Regions from separate parts of the Mus musculus genome. Here region 1 is linked to region 2. The links are chromatin contacts, called in public HiChIP or PLAC-seq maps. All regions are on one chromosome and are shown on one strand. The core of a region is the stretch at or near the end of the contact, and the rest is flanking DNA. Distances in the headings are between cores, read along the strand shown.

Evidence for each region. HiChIP or PLAC-seq counts read pairs in DNA pulled down with a chosen protein or histone mark.
Region 1: an H3K4me3 HiChIP or PLAC-seq map of the 230-238 cell line shows a contact between it and region 2, with 12 read pairs. The contact joins the enhancer-like site here to the promoter of Ypel1 in region 2. A contact is called at or near these places in 9 of 39 promoter capture datasets (the 3T3-L1 cell line, the C10 cell line, cranial neural crest and 4 more), 2 of 15 datasets of contacts at CTCF or cohesin (embryonic stem cells and large pre-B cells), 9 of 484 Hi-C or Micro-C datasets (the G1E-ER4 cell line, embryonic stem cells and nephron progenitors), 6 of 115 datasets of contacts at active chromatin or transcription factors (the 230-238 cell line, embryonic stem cells, large pre-B cells and 1 more) and 5 of 9 other capture datasets (adipose tissue, embryonic stem cells, liver and 2 more).

What each region holds. Positions count from the first base shown.
Region 1 is chr16:17,301,710-17,304,525 of GRCm38.p6, reverse strand. It overlaps Pi4ka (phosphatidylinositol 4-kinase alpha), which reads left to right. Exons shown (of 55, transcript NM_001373955.1): 33 at 1,083-1,241; 34 at 1,384-1,535. Among named protein-coding and RNA genes, the nearest start is that of Tmem191c, 27 kb to the right of the region's middle. Within about 2 kb of position 1,360, at least 14 of the 459 cell types and tissues checked have an H3K27ac peak or open chromatin away from gene starts, as enhancers often do. A contact at or near this core is called in the 230-238 cell line, where this site is marked.
Region 2 is chr16:17,068,772-17,071,752 of GRCm38.p6, reverse strand. Ypel1 (yippee like 1) reads right to left here and starts at 1,614. Exons shown (of 5, transcript NM_023249.6): 1 at 1,390-1,614.

The DNA of each region.
Region 1 (2,816 bases), core at 111-2,610, 230 kb before region 2:
TACATCTAACAGTAGGCAGAAGCCAGACTCCGAAAGAAGCCACAGCAGGGTATATAGCTCCTTGATATTCTTCATTTCCCACCTATAACGATGCTACCTTAGCATGAAAGGCCTTTGTCTTCACCCTCATGGCCTCCCAATGGCATCTGTGCCTTCAGGAATCACGAGGAATAGCAGAAGAGAGGTGTCATTTTATAAAGCCTGCCTGGGCTTCTCCTGAGCCTTGCCTAGTTGACTCCCATCTTGCTCTTTAGTGCTCATGATCCCCAGCATCTTGAGCCAAGTCTTGCAAGAGGGTAGGTAATGGTGCTAGAAAGGGAACCAAAGCCTGCATAACCCATGCATCGCTGGTGCTTCTGTAGGGTAAAATAGTAACCATTCCTCTGTTTAGCCCCTACTTCTTCCAGAACACACTACTGTGCTTTATCTGGGCAACCCTCCAAGCTCAAAGCAGAAAGGGCCCTGGATCAGTATGACTAGGTCAAGGGAATGACTCTGATCTTGACACTTACAGCCTGCCCTCCCTTGAACTTCCTGGGCTACTCTCAAATCTGATAAGCTAATGAAGACCTACCTTTGTGGCTTGGAAATCCTGCATGTGGTACTTGCTGCTCTTAACACAGGAAGTTTTCAGAATTCTTTCCAAGCTTCACCAGGATAGAGCCTGTGGAAGGCTTGCACTGCATTAGGGACATGCTAACCAAGATGTGCTGCACCTTGTTCCCTGCCCTGCTGGGCCCATGAGTTGTGTTGACAGTCAGTTGGGGGTGGGGAGCTGGAGGAAGCATACAAAGACTTGAGTAGCTCCCCTGAGACGTGGGTTCCGGGCCGCTGCTCCTTACTTTGCTTGCCTTCTATTTTCATCCAGTACAGTTTTACTTTGTGTTTGTTTTAAGAAAGCATCTCATTCTGTATGTAGCCCCTGCTGAACTTGAACTCATTCCCGTCCTCCTGCCTCAGCCTGCTGAATACTGGGGTCACAGGCATAAGTTACATGTTGAGCTTTATTCAGGAATTCAAAAACAAAGCAGCCACCCACCCTCTACTCTCTGGAGGCACTGACCTTTCTTTCCAATTTGCAGTTTATGCGGGAGATGGCAGGAGCCTGGCACATGACAGTAGAGCAGAAGTTCGGCCTCTTTTCTGTGGAAACAAAGGAAGCAGACCCCCTGGCAGCATCAGAAGCAAGTCAGCCAAGACCTTGTCCCCCCGAAGTGACACCTCACTACATCTGGATCGATGTATGTGCCTACCCTCAAGCTCTGCTGAGCTTTGTAGGGACAGCCTTGGGGACACTTGGGTCAGCCCAGCGCACCAGCTGGTCTAGGGGCCCTGACCTGAGAGAATGGGTGACAACTTACACAGCTTGTTTACTTTCCACAGTTCCTGGTCCAGCGGTTTGAGATTGCCAAGTACTGTAGCTCTGACCAGGTGGAGATCTTCTCAAGCCTGCTGCAGCGCTCCATGTCCCTCAATATTGGTGGAGCCAGGGGGAGCATGAACAGGCATGTGGCAGCCATTGGACCACGTTTCAAGTGAGGACCCTATTTCTCTGGGGCACCTGAGTGTGCTGTTACTGGCATGTAGGGCACATGTGTAGTGTGTAGATCATGGTAGGGGTGGGTGGGTATGTCCTGCGATGCTGCTCTGCAGTGTAGAGTAAATCCTATGGCAGTGCCCTGGGACGATCAAGAAGACTTGTAGAGGGCATGAGACCATGATCCGCTGGCTGGCTAAGAGGCTCCCCAACCCCTGTCCCCTAGTACAGTCCTGCTTGCTAGAACATGGCCTCTGCTGTTGTCTGTGAGGGGCTGGCTGACCAGCACCAATGCATGGTAGAAGCTCTTGCTTCTACCAGGTATTGTCTTTCTCTCCCCTGAACTCCAGACCATGGCCTCATAGCCCATTAGAACTACACTTCTCCAACCACCTACAGAGAGGGGCCAGTCCTCTTGTTAGTACCTAGTCTGTCACTGACTGATACTTTTCTAAAGGCAGTGGGAACAAGTTATAGAAAATGATTCCTGTTGCTGCTTTTCAGTAGCATGTAGCCATCACAGAAATGCCTCTGCCTGCACTACCACAAAGGCTCAGCCCTCACTCAGGCTTAGCTGGCTAATCCCAGATGCACTCAGAAACATCAGTTTGCCCTCCTCCTTTCTCTGCTGTCTCTGTTCCCTTGCAATGGTGGATCAGACCTCTTTTTTTCCTCATATCTAAGCTCCCTTGTGATCTACTCCCCACCACAGGCCATCGCCTAGGACTCAGTAGCATAGAAGCTAGCATCTATACTTCTGCTGGTATAGACAGCCTCTGTAAAGTGGCTGTGCTATATTCTATTCATCTTGCACCATGCCTTAGGCCTAGCCTGACTGTCTACAATGACCCTGCACCTGTACTTGAGCCTCTAGAGCTACTTGCCCCTGGATCTGGGTCACCCTGTTTGCTACGTGTAGACATGCTTGTTCCACAGGGTCCATGTCACTGTCAGGCTGTAGCTGGGATCTGGCCCTTGAGAAAAACCCCATTGCCACTCGATTGTGTGGGATAGCCTAGCTTTTCCCTGTGCAGAGCACTGTGTCTTACCCACCAACTTGGTTCCTGACCTCCATCACTGTCTTACCCCAGCAGTGTAGGCAGGAGCAGAACAGTACCTTCCTACTTATGTCTCGTACCCTGCTCGGGGCTTTGTTTAGCAGAAACCGTACACATAACCCTCTCCACCACCCCTTAGGATTAAAATCATAGCAGTGTCCCATGGGGACAGAACTGCAGACTGTTTGTGAGCCTAGGAGTCTTGGCCCAGTCAGAACATC
Region 2 (2,981 bases), core at 365-2,864:
CCAGCCACACCCCCAGCTCTTTTATAAAATTAAGTTTATTTATAAAGTTGGAGCTGTGGTTGTGGTAGAGCACTTGCCGAAAATGCATAAGTAAAAAAAAAAACAAAAACAAACAAACAAAAAAAAAAACAGGAAAAGAAAAGACTTCTATTCAGATTGATTACTGGCATTGATTCAACTGTCTGTCTGTCTGTCTGTATGTATGTATGTATTTTTAGTGTTTCATATGGGCCAGCCCCTGGGCTGCTATATATCTGTGGTAAGTCAAGATTTTGGTCTAATCCCTAAGAAGACATGCTAACCACATAGTCCCTTGGCTAGGAACACATAGACCTAGGGATCCTGGTAGCAAAACTCTTCAAATACAGCACCCCTGACTTTTTTAAGAGCCCACAGTATGGCTGGAGAGATGGGCTGACATCCTTTAGCACCTGCTGCTCTTGTGGAGGATCCATAACTTCGGCTCTAGGGGATCCGATGCCCTCTTCTGGCTTCTCTAGATACCAGGCACACACACGGTGAATATACATGTGTGTGTGTGTTTATTTATTTGTACCCCACCATACACATGCACACAGACACCCACTGGACCAGCCCCTAGGGGAGAGGGAGACGGGTACTCAGCAAACATTTGTTAACACATCTACCAGAACACAGCAGAGGTAAAGGGCCCTGGGTGATGGGTGAGGGTGGCTTACTCAGAGGGGCCTGGAGAAGTTCCCCAGAGGAGGTGAGCCTGGTCTTGGAACTTCAGCGGAGCGAGGAGGAGTATGGTCAATTCTTTGACAAGATACATTAGTTAAGGTGAATACATTGTGGATACTTATAAGGCAACTGAATTAGAAAGACCTTGGGCTGAAAAATGATGTTTTCAACGTCTATTATCTATCCAAAACAGAATTCTGCCGGCTTTCTATCCTGGAGCTCAGTACACGATCGAAGATGACCATTTGTGCAGTTATTGAGTAGAGAATATCTTATTTAGTTGCTACTGTTAGCAATTTACATTGATAAAGCCTAGAGCCACAAGTGGTAAACAATGAGGACAATTCCCTTTAGTTATTATTGTACAGGCAACTTGAAAATGCCACCCCATAATATTCTTTTATTGGAGGTATCTTCTGTATTTATTTCTTTCCCCATTTTTTAAGGTAGGGGAAAAAACAATGGGGGGGGGGGGGCGAAGAAAAAAGAAAGAAAGAAAGACCGGGATTTTGCGTTGTCTTCTAATGACCCAAATACCAACAGTTCGGAACATCAGAACAAAAAGTCAACGCATCCTCCGCACTCCCGCCCGGCCCGCCCGCGCCCAACAGGTGCTTCCCCGCCTCCCGGAGCCGGAGATCCTCAGGTCTCCGCAGAGAACCCCTGAGGCCCGCCCGTACTCACGGCCGCTCCGCGGTCCGCTGCGCCCATCCGGCCCAGGCTCGGTCGGCGCGAGCTCGGTTTTCAGGCGGTCCCGGTGTGACCCGGGACGCGCTCCGGCCGTTGGCGCCCACTCCGGGCGCGAGGCATCCTCCTGCCGCCGCCTCGCGGGCCGCCTGCCCTTTGTTTTGGACCCGTAGCCCAGCCCAGCCGCCATAAACGGCCTCGGAACGTGGCGATGCCCAATCAGTGTCCGAGCCCCGCCCTCGCGTTCCCGCCGCTCCGCCCCTCCACGCTCCCCGCCCCTCGCCCTGCCCCACGCGTCCACCCGCGCCCCGCTGCGCTCGGGGGACTGGGCTGGAACGTGTCCGGGTGGAGCTCGCCAGGAGTCCGGTGGGCTGGCCTGACGAGGAACCCAGGCGAACCGGCAGGTCGCGGGGCCGGTGGGGAGGTAGGGTCCTGGAAGGCCAAAGGACCGAGATTTTCCACAGGTTTGCGCCTCAGGCTGCAGGCAGGAGGACCTCTGCAGCTGGGTCCCTAGAGCGCAAGCTTCTTCCCTCTCTCCATACTGACCACCCTTTCTCCACTCTCCAAGTCGCCATCCAAGAGCCTCCAGGTCTGCGTGGACTTGAATTATGGAACCCCAGATTAGATTTCCTACCCACAAAACACAGGCAGTATCACCCAGTCTCCATGCCCACATCTGCGCTTCTTCTGTTATTTTTTTCTTAGTCTCTTTAGATCGATTTTTCAAAGCACACTGCTGAGGGTGAATGTACACATTGCAGGACGTATTTGCGCCCTCTAGAGTGTGCTTGTTAGGATTTATTGTATTGAGGATACCCCTAATTGATTAGATTGTGGGCCCTTTGAGTTGCCATTTACTTAGTGAGTCTCCCAAGTGACTGATTACTCTATTTTTGTATTCGTCCTAGCTAGGGAGTCTCATGTTTTTTTGGCTTTTAGAATATGATCTCTGTAATTCTGTAATTCAAGCTGGCCTCAACTATGTAGCTCAAACATGATCTTGAACTTTATATTTTAAGCTTATTGTGTGAATAAGCACATGCCTGTGCACCAGAGGTTAGCTCTGCTTCTCACCTACCATATTGATCCTGGATTTGAACTCAGGTCAGCAGGCTTGATAGCGGCACCCTCACTCACTGAACCATCTGGCTGACTCTTCTATTTTTAAAGAATTTAAGCGGGAGAGATGGCTCAGCAGTTAATAGCACTGACTGCTCTTCCAGAGGTCCTGATTTCAACTCCCAGCAACCACATGGATTGCTCACAACCATCTGTAACGGGATCTGATGCCCTCTTCTGGTGTGTCTGAAGACAGCGACAGTGTATTCACATACATGAAATAAATAAATCTTTTAAAAAATGTGTTTTTTTTAATAGCTTAGAAAATAGTAGGTTTATATACGGCATTTTCCTATTTCCTTAGCATTGGTTAGGCCTCCTCCAGCCTTCCTTTCCTACCCATCCCACTTCTAACACCTACCTGTTCATATCATGGATACTCCAGTGCCCTTTTCCAGCGTCCTGACTTCTGGAAGCACTCCAGGAAAAACACACAAATCCAAACATTTCAAGCAGCTAGAATCTGCTTT